2 separate regions of the Anser cygnoides genome follow, and region 1 is linked to region 2. A link is a contact called in public Hi-C data. All regions are on one chromosome and are shown on one strand. Each heading gives the region's core, a stretch centred on a gene start, on an enhancer-like site or on the middle of the called end of the contact. The rest is flanking DNA. Distances are from core to core; before and after follow the strand shown. Region 1 holds the start of ABCC5 (ATP binding cassette subfamily C member 5). Region 2 holds the start of C9H2orf72 (chromosome 9 C2orf72 homolog).

Evidence for each region. A called contact is a pair of places that touch in the nucleus more often than the background predicts.
Region 1: a Hi-C map of liver shows a contact between it and region 2, with 7 times the contacts expected there. The contact joins the promoter of ABCC5 here to the promoter of C9H2orf72 in region 2. A contact is called at or near these places in 2 of 7 Hi-C or Micro-C datasets (both in liver).

What each region holds. Positions count from the first base shown.
Region 1 is chr9:17,518,825-17,522,438 of Taihu_goose_T2T_genome, forward strand. ABCC5 (ATP binding cassette subfamily C member 5) reads right to left here and starts at 2,302. Exons shown (of 40, transcript XM_048076749.2): 1 at 2,146-2,302; 2 at 1,228-1,402. The coding sequence starts at 1,356.
Region 2 is chr9:16,743,176-16,746,875 of Taihu_goose_T2T_genome, forward strand. C9H2orf72 (chromosome 9 C2orf72 homolog) reads left to right here and starts at 2,088. Exons shown (of 3, transcript XM_048076852.2): 1 at 2,088-2,711. The coding sequence starts at 2,150.

The sequences.
Region 1 (3,614 bases), core at 1,052-3,551, 780 kb after region 2:
GAGTACAAACCGCACTCTGCCTGCTGCAGAGCAGATCACTCCTACCTCAAAGAGCAGCAGTGCAGCACTGAACCCGTATTCAGAAATACCTGGCAAAACCCCTGAAGCCCCAGTGAAACAAGGTGAGCTTGATCTGAAGTAAATTCTGTCTCAGTGCCCAGTATAATGCAGCAAAACACAAGCCTTTTAAAAAAAGTCTTCACAGTTCTTCCATATAAATATGACAAGTTCCCCCATTTCCAATCCTCACAGACTGGGGCTGTCACAGGTAATCCATACGAAATGCCCAGGAAGTATTTTGCAAGCACCTCGTCATTGCAAAAAAAGCCAGGCAGGCAGTATTGACCTTGGCTTCAGACAGTTCTACATTAGTATTTTAGTGGTTTTTGGAAAGGTTAGGAACAGGACACGCAAGAAAATATTCCAGTACAAGTATTCAGACCAGCTAATATTACTAATCTTCTTTATTTTTAATCTTCTTTAACCAGTATGGGTTCTTAGTTCCAGACCATATCTTTCACCATTTGTGTGGGTGTTTCCATTTATCTGAACATCTATTTGCCCTACAGCACTTAAGTTCTAATGCATGCACTCTTTCAGTGGGAACAAGCTTTAAAAATTAGATGTTGAGAACAACATACAAGCTGTAAGCCAGTAGTTATTTCAAGATCAAGCTCTTAAATTACAGAAAGTAATTATGACTGTACCACACCACATAAAATGTACAGATGCATAAAAAACAGTATTCAATACAGATTACTTCCATCCAGATGGAAAAAGTAAGGATCTTGCATCTAGAGCAAGCTAGACATCTGTCTCAGAAATAATCCTTGAGAAAAACATGGCATGATTAAGAATTTTTTCAGCTGCCAACACTGAATAGTGTGTGATTTGTGCTGAGCTCTTCACTGTTCTTACGTGGTTATAATGATTCTCTTAACTACAACAGCTTACAATATCTGGATTCAAACTGAAATTTGAATAGTAGGAAAAGTGTATTTTGCTTTTAGTCAGGTGACGTTTAAGTTAAAAATGTTTAATAAGCGCTCAAATTTGTTACTAAGGTAGCTAGCTACGCTACGCCTTGAAATGACCTCTCCCACACCAATGAGAATATTCATTATTGACCTTCAAGGTAGTAAATCTATGCTGAGCTGGCACAGCAAAAAGGCTGCTGCATGTAATTTAATGAGCACGGACAGCAAAACAATGACAAAATAAACTGACCTTATGTTTAGCATGCTGAAATTTTGACCCTTCCTGTTCTTCATGCTGCACCGAGTCGGCTCTCTCCCTCACGCTCCTATACCCAGGACTGGGTATAATGTACTCTTTTCCTATGTCGATGTCTTTCATCTTCTGTAAACGCCAGGGTTTACACGTGGATTTGCGCCTCAATAATCTGAAAAGAACCAAATTCAACTTCATTACATGCCATGCCCAACACACTAGTTACTTTTACTCAACTGCTTTTAAAGCTTAGATAAAGTCAGGAAACAACTGCAAAGGAGCTTTGTTAAAAATAGAACTAATAATGTGACTTTGAGAGCCCACGCAAGACCAGCTTCTTCTGAACTAGTTTAAACATACCCTGAGGTGGATAAAGAGTACAGTGACTCTAACGGAGCATTAGCTTATTTCCCTGCTTAGAGCAGTGAAATATTCATTTAGAATGTCAAAATGCATAACCATAACTGCAGTATTTAGGTAAAATATTAAGGGACTAGTCTCAGAAGACCAAGTTTTCCCTGAAAATCCCCCAAAATCCCTGAAATTCCCTGAAAAAGGCCCAAAACTGCACAGACCCAGGAGCTTAGCAGCGCAGAGCCCTGCCAAGCAGACCCCCACCACCTCAGGCGGTCACCCTGCGCTCCGTGGAGACAAACAGCCCGTGCGAGGAGGCTCCGAGCTGGGGCTCGGCACGGACACTCACAGGGAGCAGCCACCTCAGCGGCGCTGCGGGCACCCCTCAGCCCTCCCGGGGGGCAGAAGCTGACAGGAAAACCGGCACGGAGACCACCCCCAGCCCCTCAGGGGTGCGAGGGGGACCCTGCCCAGCCGCCCCCCTCACAGGACGGGCCCTACCGGCGACCCCCCCGGCCCCACAGAGGAGTCCCCGTGCCGGCCCTTTTCCCCCCCCCTCACCTCCGCCCGCCGCCTGCCCCCGCCGCAGCTCTGCCCCTCCGCGCCCGCGGAGCCCAACCACATCCCTTATAGCGGTTCCGGCGTCTCCAGGGCGCATGAGCGGCGAGAAGGGGGGGGTGGGAGGGGGGAGTGAGGAGGCAGCTCCCTCGCGGAGCCCCATGGGATGTGTAGTCCTTCCCGCCGCGCCCACCTCCCAGCGGCGTGAGGGAGGGGAGAGGGCGGGGGACTACATTTCCCAGAATGCTCCCCGGCGGGGAGGGGGGGCTGCCTCCATTTCGGCAGCCCGGCCTCCCGCCGCTGGTGCCGCAGCGTGGGGGGTCTGGAACGTTCGCCGGCGGGCGGCGGGTGGGGCGCGCGCCGAGGGGCTGCAGGCGTGCAAGTGTGCAATGCGAGTGTGCAATGCAATGCAATGCACGTGCGCACTGCAAGTCTGCACTGCACGTGTGCGATGCAACGCGAATGTGCGATCCAATGCAAGTGTGCAACGCAATAGTGCAATGCACGTGTGCAATGCAATGTTTGCTTGTGCAATGTGTGTGTGTGTGTGTGTGTGCAATGCAATGCGTGCGTGTGCAATGCAACGCAGTGCGCAGAGCAACTCGGTGCAACGCAACGCAATGCTACGCAGTGCGGTACCGCGCGCTGCGTGGAGCGGGGGGGACGGATGGCGGCGTGGTTTGGGAAGGAGGTCCCCCCGCAGAGCCTGGGGCCGCGGTGCGGTGCTGCGGGGTGGTGGCGGTGGCTCCCTGTTCCCCCCACGCAGGTTTCGCCGCAGGGCGCTGCCCCGGTGTTGGTTTGCACCAGCATTGTCACCTGCTGCTGCTGGTGAGGTTATTTACAGCCGTGCAGCGGGGGAAGCGGCCGTGTCGCGCTCTCCCCTGCCGAAAGGCTGTAAATAACCTCAGCAGCAGCAGCTCGGGTTGTCTGCTTCAATACCCTGTCCTCATCTGACATCCTCCTTCCAGCAGCCGGCTTTGGCCGATGCCTCCCTTAAGTGGTTTATGTAACAAGCGCCTGTTTGCGCCGCAGTCGCTGCTCGCCTGGCAGGGAGGCTTGCCAGGGCCGCTTCGGCGGAGCTCCTGCCCCGATTCCGGCAAAAATGGGAGTCAGCCGTGCTGCGGGTGCCCTGCTGCTTTGGGACGGGAGCAGAGGCACAGCAGCCGCGAGCACACGTGGCCATTGCATCTTCCTGCGGCTGGTGCCCCAGCGCTCGCGTTTATGCCATTTCACCTTGGTTTGGCTGGGATTTTACTGGCGGAAAAGCTGCGAGGTGCACTTCGAGCTTTATAAATGCTACGTCCCAGCAAAGGGGTTTTAAGGCAGGAGGAGATTTAGAGTAAGGTAGGAGAAGATTTAGAGTAAGGCTCTGAATGCTCATTAAGTAGACCGTTGTCTGCATCAGCCGCCCCGGCACGTGGAGGTAAATAAGCACGCAGGTACTGAGTGGTGCTGTCAAACAGCACTAGCAG
Region 2 (3,700 bases), core at 838-3,337:
CTTCCCGAGGCACTTTGGGGTCTCTGTGCGAGCCACTCGCACAGCACTGGTTGAGAAGAGCCCTGCGAGCCCGATGCTGTGGTGGTCTTTGCACATCAGGTGGGGTGTTGCTGGCACTACCACGCTGCAGGATGTGCCAGCGGCGTTTTGGCAGGCTGGCGTGCAGTTTTAACGTGCCGTGGGGCTGGTTTGCAGGGAGCGCCCCACGTCCTCGGAGCAAACAGGTTCTGCTCTTCCCCTGGTCAAACTGGCCAAAGCAAGAGCTTTTCCTTGGCTTGGTGCTTGCAGGGAGGAGCTCTTCAGCTGTCTTGTTGTACAGATCCCTTCCTGGAGCCCTTCTGCTTGTGGCTGGCTTCTGGAGAACCCCCGGCATGAGATCCATACCTAAAATTCTGTCAGAGGGGAAGGTGTGAGCAGAGAAACCCCAGGGCTGTGGGCTGCTGGGGACCTGCACCTTCCTGATGGCCCTGATGCTGCTCCTGGCACGGCTCCTGGTGCTGACTGCACCCAGGGCTCTTCTCCCCCGGATAAAATGCAGGGCCACGAGCAGGATTCTGACCAGATGAGAGGAAATCCTTGTAAATGCAAAACCTGGGCAACATTAAGGCCAGACCTGGCTGTTGAACTGTGTCCGACTGTAGCCCTGGCACGCTGACATCTGCTCTCAGGATCCCCACGCTGGCGCGGGACCGTAGCCTCTTGCAACAACAGACCCTGATCTTTGGAAGAGGGCCCTAATCCTCCTGGTTTATCTCCCCCAACCTGGTTATCAGCACTAGTCAATGAGTAAGTTACTTTTACTAAGAGCTAGGGCAGAAACTCTCTGAAACCCTTGCCCAGGCTGTCCAGCCCCACGGTGCTGGCGTGGGGCAGCGTTTGCTAAGCCCGTTGTAGCTGGACCACGCATTTTCCTGGCTTAAAACTGGTGGCACACAGCGACCTCCCTGAGCTGCCCCACCTCGGCTGTGACTGAGGAGCTGCTGGTGGCCAAGGGGAAAGTCAGGGAGCGGGCACGCTGGCTCTGCCACCTTAGGGGCACCTCTTGGCAATCACAGACCCCAGGTGGCTGGGTGGGTGCATGGATTTCTGCTCTGCTTTCATCCTCGGCGCTCTGAGACCTCCGTGTCCCACAGAGGTGCTCTGCAAGGGCAGCTGCCTGCCGCTGGCACCTCTGAGCCATTCGTTCCCTATCAAACTGGGAGCTATTAAATGTTTGGGGGGAGTCTGGGACCTGTTTATGACACGGAATAGGGAAAGTGTTAACCGCGTGTGCTGCGGGTAAGAGCTTCCTGGTTCACCTCCAGGCGTGCCAACGCCGGGGCTGGGCACTGCACTGGCCCTCATGTGGCGTTCATTCACTGTCGGCTGGCAGAGCTCGCTCGTGGCCTCTTCCCTGTGCCAGGGCTGTTAAACACGTGCCAGCACTGAAATCCTAATTATAGCCCCGCACTTACCCCTGCAAACATCCTGTGCTCCCATGGGACGTGTCCCAGGGCCGGTGGGGCTGAGGGGCTGTGTTTGTGCTGGGGGGGGGATGCGGTGTTTGCAGAGGGGGAGCGAAGGGGGATTGCGTGGGAAGGGACCCCGAGGTGCAGCGTGTGGGGTGGGGACGCAGCTTGGCTTTGTGGTGCTTCTGGGGCTTTGCGCTCGTGCAGGAATTGGGGAACCTGTGAGCCGTGGGGTGGGTATGGCCCTTGGGGTGCTAGCTATTCCCCACGGCGTGGTGTTATCGCGGTTATAGCACAGCCAGCTGTGGGCTACAGCCCGAGGTGCCCACGGAGGCCACCCCACCGCCACCCCGTGTCACAGCGTGTCACACACTGGGGGTGCACATTACACCCGTGGGGCGTGCAGTCACGGTGCCTCATGCACGCCCCCTTCGCGACCCTCACATCCTCCTCTACCCCTTCCCACCTTCTCTCACCTGCCTTCCAGCACCTCCCGAGTTCGCCGGGGGCCTCGGCGCACCGGGGGGGGGGGGGGGATGGGACCGGGGGGATGCTTTGGGGCCGGTTGGGGTGGGAAGGGATGGGGTTGGGATGGGGCCAGCCCCTTGCGGAGCTCCGGGCCCGGTGCCGGGAGGCGGGCCGGGGGGCGGTGCGCTGCTGCGGGCCGGGCTCGGCGGAGGCTGCGGAGGAGGCTGCGGAGGATGGAGGCTGCGGAGGAGCTGCGGGAGCTGCGGGCGCTGGTGGAGCGGGCGGGCGGGCGGCGGGCGGTGCTGCTGGTGGCCGAGGTGGCCGAGGGAGCTCCGGCGGCCTCCGCCTTGGCCTCGTTCGCCCGAGACTTGCTGGGAGACGAGGCTCCTCCGGCACCGGGACCGACACCGGGACCGATACCGGGCTGCCCCTCCCGCTCCCGGTGCCGGTCGCGGGGCGGCGGAGGGCGGCGGGCGCTGGCGGCGGGGCTGCTGCTGGTGCTGTGCCGCGGCGGGGCGGCGAGGGGCCGAGGGAACCGGGCACGGCTGCGGGAGGTGGTGCGGGACGTGCGGGGCCGCCTCCCCCCGGGGCCGCCGCCCGCCGCCGTCGTCGGTGTCCTCCTGCCCGGGGGGGACGGGGAGGACGCGGCCGTGCTGGACGCCACCCTCCGCCGCCACTTCCCGGCCCCGGGAACCGTGCAGGGGGCTCGCTACAGCCCCGGCAGCCCCGCAGCCCTCCGAGAGTGCCGTGCCGCAGCCTGCCGAGCTCTGCGAGCGGCCCTGCAGCACCCCGCAGGTACCGGGGGTACCGGGCACAGGGTGGGCATCCCGCCCGGGTGGGTCAGGGAGCCGCGTGGTGCTTCCCCGTGGGGTCTGTGCCATCCCGATGGGAGCCCATCCCAAGGAGAAGTGCTGCTTCTCAATGGGATTTGGCCTTCTGCAATGGGATTTGCTCCGCTGGCCGGTGGGATCAATCCCTCCTCGGCTGGACCCGGCTCTCCGCCACGGGAGCTGCGCCGTTGCGGAGCCTCTGCCCCTCTCCAGGGAGATCTGGCTGTTCCCAAAGGGATCGGCTCCGTGCTGGTGGAGTCTGAGCCTTCCCGGTGGGATCTGCCCCTTCCCGGTGGGAATCTCAGCCCTGGCAGCCAGGGAAGGTTGGGAAGCGCCGAAGCAGCGCTTGGATGGCAGGGATGTGGCACGTGGCAGCTGTGACGTGGTGGCACACCGTGCTTACGTCCAGGGGACGGGGGCTCGGGGCGCAGCCCGTGCCGCAGGTCCTGCGGGAGGAAAGTGCTCGTGTCGGCTTCACGGAATGAGTCAGAACAAGTGGGCGTTTGGGTGTCAAACCACATGCTGTTGGTGGCCAGTGTGAGCACCGTGAGGGTGGCAGGATGAAAGCTGGGTGTCACCGGGGCCTCGAGGCGAGAGGCGAGGCGTGTTTGTGTGCAGGCACAGGGCGCTGGGCAGCTGGGCAGGCTCTGCCCCACGGCAGCCACACAAAAAAATACAGGCTCACATTAATCTTAGGCACTGCTTGTCTTGGGTTGTTCCCCTTTCTTCCTCCTTTAATTTTTCCCACTTTTCTCTTGCTCCGCTTCAAGTCCAGGCGCTCCGGCGTTCTGCTCTTTCTGGGCCCTGCCCCTGAGGGGTCCCAGCGGTGCTCTGCAGCTCCACGGGGACAGCTCCTCTGTGACCCCAGGGACACAGGGACAGCCGGCTGCAGCTCAGGGGCTTCTTCCACCGGTTCAGCTCAGGATCCTGGATCTGAATGCTGAGGGGTTTTGA